Linked DNA regions of Canis lupus: region 2 is linked to region 1. The links are chromatin contacts, called in public Hi-C maps. All regions are on one chromosome and are shown on one strand. The core of a region is the stretch at or near the end of the contact, and the rest is flanking DNA. Distances in the headings are between cores, read along the strand shown.

Region 1 (5,848 bases), core at 1,368-3,867:
TTCGTTTCTGTCTAAGCACTGGAACACAGTGATCTCTATCGGATCGGTCACTCGATTTTATTGTCTGCATACATTTAATTGTTGTAAGAAACTTGGCACATTCTAGAAATCCACATGCCCACGCAAGATCTTCAGCTGTTTGCCCATTCTTATTACATAAACTGAATTTAAGACAAAAATTGAGTTACATAAAAATTGACAATTGTTTAGCTTTTTTTTTTTTTTTTTAATAATCTCTCTCTACAAAAGAGCTTTGGACTCATACAAATGTTGGTTTCAGAATACAAGCAGTAAAGGAATCCAAGAAATTCCAATATCCCCTCCTATTGCATGCTCAGTGGCTAGCACAGAGTTCAGCACAGTGAACATTCCATTTCTGAATGGATAAAAGTGTGTTCTGTGCTCAATCTAATAAGTAATACAAAGGAAATCAATATGAACTTTTATAGAAGGGATTATCCCAAACCAAACCTAAGACGTAATACTGTCAAAACAGATAAAAAGAACTCCACCTCCGATTGCTAAGGATCCATTTTTTACTAAAATTTAATAGTATTAGGTATTAACAGCCTAAGTTAACATTTAAATAACTAAACGGTCAATTAGGCAAGCATCATTTTTTTTAAAAGTACATAATTATACTTCAGGAGTCTGATTAGCTTAATCCAAGAAAATGTGAAATTTGAAACCACTGATTTTATACTTACTCAATTTGGGCATCACTGGCTACAAGCAGGCTAAGGCATTCCAGACTTCCAACTTTTGCTGCCTTGTGTAGTGGTGCTTCTCCAAAAACATCCTTAAAGATAAGACAGTACATTCTAGGCTCTCCCCAAAACAATTTCTGTGGAAGGTGGCAGGGGAAGTCTAATGACTGTTTAAGTAAGCCAGTGAGAACTACATTCTACTGAAGTTTTTACTTCAAAAAAATTTTTAATAAAGTCCACTTTGTGTTCTGTCAAATGCAAAATTTCCATAAATAAAAACACATGCAGCCACAGCTCCATACATTAAAATTTAAGTGAATAAAAGTGAAGTAGAGTTTTACAGAGATAAAACAGTTTACAATTGATTTTTAAAAATTTTTTTTAACAGTTTGCAATTTAGATTCACCCTACTTTACGGGTCGCCTTGGTGGCTCAATGGCTGAGCGTCTGCCTTCGGCTCAGGGCGTGATCCGGGGGTCCTGGGATGGAGTCCCACATCGGGCTCCCCGCAGGGAGCCTGCTTCTCCCTCTGCCTAAGTGTCTGCCTCTGTGTGTGTCTCATGAATAAATAAATAAAATCTTTAAAAAAAATAAAAGTAAATAAATTCACTCTACTTTAAATTCAATATAAGATCGTAAAGTTCTGCAGAAAGCTCTCATGGTTATGAGTGTGCCTCACAACCGTTATTTAAGTAATTACTGTACTGACCCTTTTAACCTAGTCCTGTAGCAACTGCTCCCTTTGAAATAACTGTAGACCTGTGTGCGCTGTGCAGTGCGGCAGCCGGGAGCCGTACGATGCCTAACGAGCACCTGAAATGTGGCCAGACCAATGTGGCCAGACCGAGCTGAAATGGGCTGTAAATGCAACATACATACCAGGCAGGTCTGAGAAGAAAACGGAAGATGGGGGATCCCAGGGTGGCTCAGCGGTTTGGCGCCTGCCTTTGGCCCAGGTCGTGATCCTGGAGCCCTGGATCGGGTCCCACATCAGGCTCCCGGCATGGAGCCTGCCTGTGTCTCTGCCTGCCTCTCTCTCTTTCATGAATGAATAAATAAATTTAAAAAAAAGATATATGCAATGGTTTTTACACTGCTTGCATATTGAAATATTTAGGTAAATCGACCTAAGTCATAACATTAGCTTCCTGTTCCACCTTCCTAACGTGGCCACGAGAAAATCTCACACCACGGAAGCGTCTCGCTCGAGTATTTCTCTCGGGCACCTGGGCCACGGGCTGACGGAGGCCGAGGGCAGCAGCCCTGGGGCGCCGGCAGCCGTCCGGGCGGCGGTGCGTGGGGGCGGGGGCTCGCGGCCTCGGTCCGTACCCTAGTTACCTGCTGGTTGAGGTCAGCGCCGCTCTGCAGCTGCCACAGAAGAAAGCAAGCAAGGCCGCCCCCCGCGGCCAAGTGGACAGGCGCCTGCTCGCAGGGGTCCGGCGGCGCGTTGACCGAGGCCCCGGCCTCCAGCAGGTGCTGCACGCCATCCACCTGCGGGGGCAGAACCGCGGCTCCAGCTCCCGCGCCCGCCTCGCCCGCGCCCGCGCCCGCGCCCGCGCCCGCCTCGCCCGCGGCGGCACGAACGCCCCCACGCCCCAGATCTAACCGAGGCCTGACCCGGCCGCGCTCGGCGCCAGTCCCCTCGCTACTGCCCCCGACAGACAGACACACGGGCCGCCCGACAGGGAAGGGGCCGTCTCACCTCCGGGTTGCAGTCCAGCAACTGCATCTTCCGCCTGACGCAGAGGACCGGAGGCCCCGGGCCAGTGCAGAGCGGCGGGGCGGTCGCCGCGGGCCGGGAGGTACGAGTGCGCGGCCGGCCCGGAGCCGGGGAATTTAGATTGCCCGGGCCGCGGGCCGCCCCCGCCCCCGCCCCCGGCCGCCGCCCGCGCCCCGCCGCGCCCCGCCGCGCGCCCAGCCCTGCCCTGCCCGCCCCGCGGGAGCCGCACGTACGCAAACACCCGCACGTGTCGCCGCCCGGCCGGCGGGGGAGGCCGGCGGGGGAGGCCGGCGCAGGGCCGCCCGCTGATTGGCCGGCCGGGAGGCGCAGCCCCGCCCACCGCGGGGCGGGGCCCGGAGTGACCCCCGCGGGGCGCCCGTGCGCGTGCGCCGCCGAGGCCGCGGGGCGGCGGGGTCGGGCGGCGGCCATGAGGCGCGCGGAGCTGGACACGTCTCACGGCAGCGGGCCCGGCCCTCTGGTCCCCGCGGAGAAGCCGGAGTCGCGGGCGCGCACGTAACCAGGAAGCCAGAGCCCCGCGCCAGCGCCGCCTTGGGAAGCCGCCGAGCGTGCAGCTGGCGCCGGGCCCCCCGCCCTCCGGCTCCCGAGGAAGGGAGAGCTGCTTTGGCGTCACGTTCAAAATCTCCCCCCGCCCCCCACCGCTCGCCTGTCCCCGACGCCCTGGGCTTGGAGGGGGGGAGCTGGGGGGGGGAGCTGGGGGACGGGGGGAGGGGAGAGGGGCTAACGTGGTGGGGGGATGGGCTTGACCCCGGGACCGCTCGGCCCCCCCTCCCCCGTGTCCCCGACGCCCTGGGCTTGGAGGGGGGGAGCTGGGGGACGGGGGGAGGGGAGAGGGGCTAACGTGGTGGGGGGATGGGCTTGACCCCGGGACCGCTCCGCCCCCCCTCCCCCCCGTGTCCCCGACGCCCTGGGCTTGGAGGGAGCAAAGCGGGGGCTGCCGGGTGGGGCGGCGAGGGACGGGGAGGTTGGCTAATGTGAACGGAGGTGATGGGTTTGCCCCCCGCGACTGCTCCGACCACCCCCGCCCTCCCCCAAAAAACTAAATGATTTTTCAAATCGGGCCCTTTCGGGGACACCGGGCCCCTGTTGGGAAATCCGGAGAAATGAGCCGACCTAGTACCGCGTCCCCTCCTGGCGACAGGTGGAAGCGCGCCCCTCGGCCGCCTGGGAAGGGACCTGTGGGCCCCAGGAGCCCCCGGGGGGGAGGACCGGGCCGCGGGCGTCTGTGACCGAAGGGGCTGGTCCGGGGGGGGGGCGCGGAGGGCACAGCGCGGGCGGGGCAGTGGCTCCCCGGAGCTCCCGGCTGGTCTGCTCCAGCCAGTGCTTCTGGACCACTTCAGGCCGCAGCGTCCACGGCATCCATCACCCCTGCACTGCCCTTGCCTAAACGCTTTTTTCAGATTAATCCCGCCGAAAAAAAACTAAAAGCTCCAACCTTTATTTAAACGTCGTCAGTGCTTTACTTCTGACTCCTGATACCTTTGAGAGCAGGGCTGATAAAGAGAGGGTGTCTATTATTATGCTTTTAGGGGACAAGCTGGGTGACTGGCCCTTTAGTTCTAATTTTGCTTACAGGATCTTGCTTATGTCGTATTAAGCCATAAAACAAGTTTTCTTTTTTTTCTTAGTCATCAATTTATTTTATTTTATTTTTTAATGTATATTTTTTGTTGGCATTCGATTTGCAAACATATAGCATAACACCCAGTGCTCATCCCGCCAAGTGCCCCCCTCAGTGCCCGTCACCCAGTCACCCCCACCCCCCGCCCACCTCCCCTTCCACTACCCCTTGTTCCTTTCCTAGAGTTAGGAGTCTCTCATGGTTTGTCACCCTCTCTGATTTTTCCCACTCATTTTTTTTTTTTTTACTTCAATTTGCCAACATCATATAACACCCAGTGATCATGCCCTCAAGTACAAGGGGTAGTTTTCAACATTCCTATTCGTATGCATATCTGAACATAAGTGTATGTGTGTGTATTTAGGTTCAAACACAGAATCATGCTTGTGTTCAGGGTTTTTTTTTTTTTATGTTGAAACTATTCAAAAAACTTACGGTATTTGCAGAATGTCAGAGATACGTGAGAACACATGATCACATGGCCAATTTCCCTTTTATGTATCAGTTAGGTAAGCACTTTTTTAAAAAGCATATAATGAAATTTTCAGGTTTGCACAGATGAAACTGAATTTTAGAATTCATCTTTAGGAATTCTTAAATGATGCAAGATATTATCAGAGAAATTATTAGAATTCTAAGCGTATATTGCAGTTAACATGTGCAATGGGATATTGGTGCAGTGAATCTGCCTCCATATTACAAATTTATTTAAAACAAGATTCTATGCAGCAGGTGTTAAGTCTGGTAATTACTGTTGACTTCTTGTTAAATATGTAAGTTTCACAAGGAAAGGGAATTTTGCGAGTAGTTGTTAAAGCTTTTCTCCTTTTAATCACTTCCTGCTTGTCCATTGCTCAAATGTTTCAGAAAAATTATGTCTCAGCTAAGTATCTGGTTTACTCTTAGTAATGGGCCTAAAAGCTTTCTAAAAACAACAAAACTGGTGGAGCACAAAAATAGAAGTATTACATTTGGGGAAGAAATACTATCTTATGAGCAAGCAGCTGGAGTTATTACTGAACATGTAGCATGTGGGAAATTTTCTAAAGAGGAAAATGATCTAAGATGCATATTCAACGGGCAGTCTTCTAAGCAGTGTTAATTCTATTTATGTTTAATTTGCTGGTAGATGTATCTCCAGAAGGAGGATGCTATTTAGAGTGAATGTTTAAAAAAAAAAAAATGTTGGATGATGACTGACCAAATAAATGAAAGATAATGTGAACTGAGTCTTGAAGTGTGAATAGAAGTTTGCCAGGTAGTCCGTGAAGGGAAGAGTATTGCTAAGGAGTATAAAATACCTTCCAGTGTTAAGAGAACTAGGTGAAAAAAATAAATAAATAAGAGAACTATGTGTAATCTAGTCTGGTTGCAGAATATGATACACATAGAGCAGCGATGTAAAATAAAGATTTATAAATAAGAAATTATATTAAATGTCTCCTCCAGTTTATTTTGATAAATTGACATTGAGTACTTGCTATGCCCCAAGATTAATATAGATAGGTATTATTATCTGCTCCATCTCCATGTTACAGGAAAGGAAATTGAGGCTTAGGGAGGTTCAATAACTTCTCTAAGGTACTGTCATTATTAAGAAGTGGAGCTGTAACTCAGACCCTTTGACTCCAGATACCCCATTCTTATAACTAAATTTTAAAGAATTTTGGCCATCATTGGTAGCTTTGAAGTTACTAAGATCGGCTTCTTTAATGCAAGAAAAGTCCTTAGAGGTCCATAGAAAACTCTCATTCAACGGAACATTGAGTGAAGTTGAATCAC
Region 2 (5,848 bases), core at 2,080-4,579, 180 kb after region 1:
CTGGGGTGTGGGGGAAGCATAAAGCAATGTAATATATGTTAGTAAGGTATTACAAAGCTCAATGGTAACAAGAAGAGAGCTACCAATCCTGCTTGATGGAAGTTCAGGAAATTCAAATGTGAGTCTAAGTCATTTTGCTTTCTCAATTTCCACTAACAGCATTTAGGTATTTTGAAGTACCCCCCTCCCCGCCTTGGGTACTTAAAAAAAATATGAAACCTAACTACACTTAATTTAAATTTGGTTTTATAAACTTCAACCCAGGCAAGATTTCATCCTTCAAAACTTAATTCCTAAATTAAAAGAAAAATCCATTTGCTCATAACATAGTTTAGCATAGATGAAAAAACCTCCAGCTATTATGCAAAGGTCTTTAATAGCTCTCTGCAGAAATAGTCAAGCCTACGTTCTGTTTCAGGAGGTTTATGATAAGCGAGAAACAATTTTTAAAAAGGACCCAGGGGATATTATTTTCATCTTTTCTGATAAAAGAGTCCATATTCAATGAATTTGGGAAAAAGCTTTTTTTCACTTTTGATGACCCTCTATGACTAGAATTATGAAGAGGCATAAAGCAAATAAAATCTCTAAATCTCTGATCTGAAGAAGCTTATTTACAATCCATTTCATATGTTCATTGATTCATTTATTCAATATAGACTACTGAGGATGTGTTCTCTGCAGGAAAAGAAAGTCAGGGAAAAGGCAAATTTTCACATATTCATAGTCCAGGAAAAAAACAAAATTAAAGTTTAAAATATAAGATTATTTTATTTTTATCATTATAAAACATACACAAAATTTAGTATTTTAAGCATTTTAAGTGTACAGTTCAGGGCAGCCCGGTGGTGCAGCGGTTTAGCGCCACCTGCAGCCTGGGGTGTGATCCTGGAGACCCAGGATCGAGTCCCATGTCGGGCTCCCTGCATGGAGCCTGCTTCTCCCTCTGCCTGTGTCTCTGGCTCTCTCTCTCTCTATGAATAAATAAATAAAATCTTTAAGAAAAATTAAATGTACAGTTCAGTGGCATTAGGTACATTCACATTGTGTATATCCATCACCAATATCCATATCCAGATCGTTTTCATCATCCTATACCAAAACTCTGTATGCATTAAACAAGAACTCCCCCTTTCTTCTCCATCCCCCAGCCCATGGTAACCTCTGTTCTTTTCTTTTTCTTTTTTTCTTTTTTTTTTTTTTAAGGATTTCACTTTTAAGCCATCTCTACACCCAAGGCAGGGCTCAAACTCACAACCCTGAAATCAAAGTTGCATATTCCTCCAGCTGACCTAGTCTGGCACCACACTTTTAGCTTCTGTTACTATGACTTGTCTATTTTAGGTACTTCTTATTTATCAACTCATATTTGTCCCTTTTTGCCTGGCTTATTTCACTTAGCATAATGTTTTCAAGATTCATCCATGTTGTAGCATGATGTATCAGAACTTCATTCCTGTTTATGGCTAAATAATATTCCTGTATGAATATACATTTTCTTTGTCCATCTGTTGATAGACATTTAAGTTGTTTCCATCTTTCGGCTTTGGCGAATAATGCTACTACTAATATGAGTGTATAAATACCTTTTTGACACTTTGCTTTCAATTCTTTTGGGTACATACCCAGAAGTGAAATTGCTGGGTCATATGGTAGTTCTGTGTTCAATTTGAGGAACTGCTATAGTTTTCCACAGAAGTAGTACCATTTCACATTCTCACGAGCAATACACAAGGTTTCCAATCTCTCCACATTTTTGCCAATCTTTCTTATTTTCTGCCTTTTTATTATAGCCATCTTAATGTGTGTAAAGTGGTCTCATTTGTTTGCATCTCCCTAATGATTAGTAATGTTGAACATCTTTTCATACACTTCTTGGCTATTTGCATATATTCTTTGGAGAAATGTCTATTGAGACCCTTCATATAACCAACTTTTAAAAAAAGATTTTATTTATTTATTCATGAAAGACCCAGAGGAGAGAGAGAGGCAGAGACACAGGCAGAGGGAGAAGCAGGCTCCATGCAGGGATCCCGGGTCTCCAGGATCACGCCCTGGGCCAAAGGCAGATGCTGAACTGCTGACCCACCCAGGGAGTCCCCATACAACAAACTTTTGACCACAGAGTAGACAATCATCCCTGGGAAACGGTGCCAGCAGTTAAGCAGAATCTAGTAAAATCCTTTTAGCCTACAAAAAGAACAAAATGATTCTGAGTACCTGTTGGTAGTTACAAGCAAACAGTACACAATATATTGTCAAGAACAAAAAAGTCAATTCCTTAGTGACACTCCCTAGGATATGGATAAACCTTAGTTCCTATCTTTCTTTGTACTTTCATGTAAAAACTGTATTGAGTACCCATTGTATTAGTTTTCCATGGCTGCTATAACAGATTACTACAAACTCAGTGGTTTAAAACAACACAAACTTATTCTGTGTTCTGGAGGTCAGAAGTCTAAAATTAAGGTATGGACAGGGCTGCCATTTCTCCTGGAGGCTTCAAGGGAGAATACCTTTTCTCGCCTTTGTCGGCTTTCAAAGGCACCTGCTGTCCTTGGCTCAAGGCGTCTTGTATCACTCTGACCTCTTGCTTTTCTTAATTAAAAAAATTAAAAAAAAATCTACAGCTTTATTGATTTCTATATAACAGCATATAAATTTAGGATGTACATGATCTAGGTAAACATAACATGTACACCACAGTAAGTCTAATGAACGTCCATCACCCTACAGTTACAGTTTTTCCCCTAGTGCTGGGAACTTTTGGTTTTGGGGTTTGTTTGTTTTTGAAAGAGAGAGAAAGTGAGAGAGGGGCAGAGGGAGGAGGAGTTAGAGAGAATCCTAAGCGGAGGCTTCCACTCTCGGCGCACAGAGCCTCCCCGGGGCTCCACCTCATGACCCTGGGATCCTGACCTGAGACCAAGTCCTGAGTCGGAGGCGGGGGGGAGGGATGGGGGAGGGGGGGGGGAGGGATGGGGGAGGGGAGGGGAGGGTGCTTAACCGGCCGAGCCACCCAGGCGCCCCCCCGCCGCCCAGAGCCTTATCGCATCTCCAGTATTAAGGTTCACTTTGTTGCCTTAACCACCCACCTCCTTTGCCAGGGGTCGGAGGACTAGGGTGTGACCGGCTCGTGGATCCGATCTTTGCTGACAGAACCACAGTCACAGCCGCCCCGCTCACTAGTGTCGTGGTTTGGGGGAAGGAATCACCAGCTGCTGAACGCCAGTGTCCCGGGCCCCCGTCACTGCCCTAGTGGCGGGGACCGTCGCAGGAAGGCGTGGACGGTGCCCTGGGCATCCGAGGGCCCGGGGGCCCGCTTCTCCGCGCGACCCCACCCGCCCCGGCGTCGCCGGCCTCCGCCTTCCGCTCCCGGCCCGCCGCAGGCGCTCCAGGCCGCCGGCAGCCCCCCGCGCTCTATGACGCCCGCCGCGCGGAGCCCACGGAGCCGCACCGAGCCGGCGCGCCAGGCCCCCGCGCCCTCTGCGCCCGGCTCTCCCGCTCCGCTCTCCCCGCCCCCGGAAGCCCGAGCCCGGCGCCGCTGGGAGCCGCGTGCAGAGACTGAGTGCGCCTGCGCCTGCGCCTGCGCGTGCGCCTGGAACGCTGCGGGCGGCGCGCGAGGAGGCGGCGGCGGCGGCCGCTGCGCCCAGGTAAGCGGCGCGCGAGCAACCCCCCGGGGCCCGCCCGCCCGCGCCGCGCCCGCCGCCACCCTCGCCTGCTTCGGGATCCGTTTCCCCTTCTCCGGAGCCCAGCGGCGGCGGGCACTCGGGGTCGGTATGAGGAAGCCCGCGCGGGAGGTGAGGGAGGCGGGCGGGACCCCAGCCCCTGGCTCCGCCCGCTGTGAGGCCCAGTCAGCGCGCCGGGGGCGGCGGGGAGTGGGGGCGGGTGTGAGTGACCACCCGAGGCGGCGGAGCCCGCGGCCGAGGGTGGGGTCCCGGGCTGTGGGGCCGCCCGCAGCCCCTGCCGCCGCCGCGGGACCCGCCCGGCCTACCCCGGGATGCGTTCCCGCAGGGCCTGCGGCCGGGGTCGGGCCGGGGTCAGGAGGTGGTGGCGCCGCCGCGTCCGCGGACTTGACTCGTGACCTCGACCTCGGGTGTGTGTGTGTGTGTGTGTGTGTGTGTGTAGCTGGGGGTGGTGATGGGGACGAGGACAGGACGAGGTGGTGGACCGACCCTCGACTCAAGTTCCTGAGAAAACGTGTATTTTGGGCCCAGATTTCCGGGTACCCAACCAGTTACCTTGTTCGAACCGTATTATGCGCCTGATTACAGAAGTGATGCAGTGTCACTGTAATGGACTGACAGTTTAAAAAAAAAAAAAAAGCCAGAGTCTTATTTGTGTGTTACCCCCGGTGTATCATAAAAAAGCGTTAGTGTTTCTGTTGCTGGCTGTGCAGGAGCTCTCCAAACGGTGAGTGTCCAAGGGCCGCCGGGGCAGCTTTGACAAATACCCGTTTTCGTCGAGCCCCCAGAAGGGTTCTTAAAGGAACTACCGCTTAGTGTTTACCGTTTCCCAATAGGTTGTGAAGAGAATCTTTACGCTCTTATTAAGTCCCTATTTTTATTTTCCAGTGTGAATTGGATCTCACTGACTTTGAAATAATTATCAGAAGGGTTGCTTTAGTGGATGGGATCGTTGGATAATTTTTTCCTAAGTTGGGTTAAAGCACTGGGGTGCATAAATATTTAGAATAACCCTGTCTGTCGGATAGTATGCCTGAAACGTCTCCCAGGTGTTAGGCACCACAGGAGAAGTGGGTCCTTAACAACTGTTGAGGACTACACAAACCATGTAAATACAGATAAGGGGATAGCTAATTCTGGTGAGGGTGGGAGTGGGGGGTCGGTGGGGGACAGTTGTGGGAAGCTGTCAAAGAAACTAGCTCAGGAAAAAGCAGTGATTTTTCTGCTTACATAGCGCAAAGAGTAGAACCAGAGTTCAGTCTCTCTGAACGCCAAACTCCTGAACTCCAAACTCCTGCATCAGGTAAACATTCTTTGAGTGTCTAGTATTTGTCAGATCCTACTTTAGGCACTGGGGATATGAAGATGAGCAAGATCCCAGGAGTTCCAGTTGGTGAGGAGATTAGGCACAAAACCGTTCACTCTGAAAAATGGATTTCAAAGAAAGGATGTGAAATCATTTGGTTTACAAATAGTCAAATCCCAACAGGGATTTAGACCTAGTTTGTAAAATGTTATGCTTGGGAAATCTTATCCTCCTAATGCGTGAACTCCCTCTCTAGCATCCCAGCAAGTGGACATTCAGTTTTTGCCCCAACATGAGGAAGTAGCCCCATTCCGTTTTGTTCAATTCTCATGTTAATTTAAGAACAGCCTTCATATATGTTGTATCTGTTGATGCAAGTTCTACCTCTGGAACTACAAATAACAGTTCTAATTTTTTTTTTTTTTTTGTATCACAATCCTTTGAATATCTGAGTACACCCTTTTTTTTTAGCCATTACTTTTGCTATGAATGCCTCGAATCTCTTGTTCTATAAATGAATCCCTTGTTCTGTAAACCATTGGTCATGACTTAGATTCTAGACTCTTCACCGTAACACCTAGAACTAAATGCTTCATTCAAGAAGTAGTTTGACTAAGCTGATGTTACCTTAAGACAGCATATTGCTATCCTGGTGTGACTTAAGAGCATTTTAATCTTTTGATTTTTAAGCCATGCTTTTGCTACTTGGTAAGCCCTGAGTCTTTTTTTCAGTGAACCTTCTTTTAAGCGGGGATCCTCAGTGCACCTTCCCTCCTCACTTTCCCTCATTCCATGTCTGCACTATTATTGTATTATTATTTAGCTTTTTCAGAGTATACCTCCCCATTTAGGTTCTTGG

What was found. Hi-C and Micro-C count contacts between places; a contact is called where the count stands out from the background.
Region 2: a Hi-C map of blood shows a contact between it and region 1, with 2.4 times the contacts expected there. The contact joins the promoter of SNX25 here to the promoter of ANKRD37 in region 1. A contact is called at or near these places in 3 of 9 Hi-C or Micro-C datasets (amygdala and blood).

Annotation. Positions count from the first base shown.
Region 1 is chr16:46,158,947-46,164,794 of UU_Cfam_GSD_1.0, forward strand. It overlaps ANKRD37 (ankyrin repeat domain-containing protein 37), which reads right to left and starts at 2,618. Exons shown (of 5, transcript XM_038560390.1): 1 at 2,410-2,618; 2 at 2,046-2,198; 3 at 708-799; 4 at 1-161. The coding sequence starts at 2,436.
Region 2 is chr16:46,337,040-46,342,887 of UU_Cfam_GSD_1.0, forward strand. SNX25 (sorting nexin-25) reads right to left here and starts at 3,330. Exons shown (of 19, transcript XM_038560394.1): 1 at 3,093-3,330. CFAP97 (cilia- and flagella-associated protein 97) reads left to right here and starts at 3,596. Exons shown (of 5, transcript XM_038560398.1): 1 at 3,596-3,650.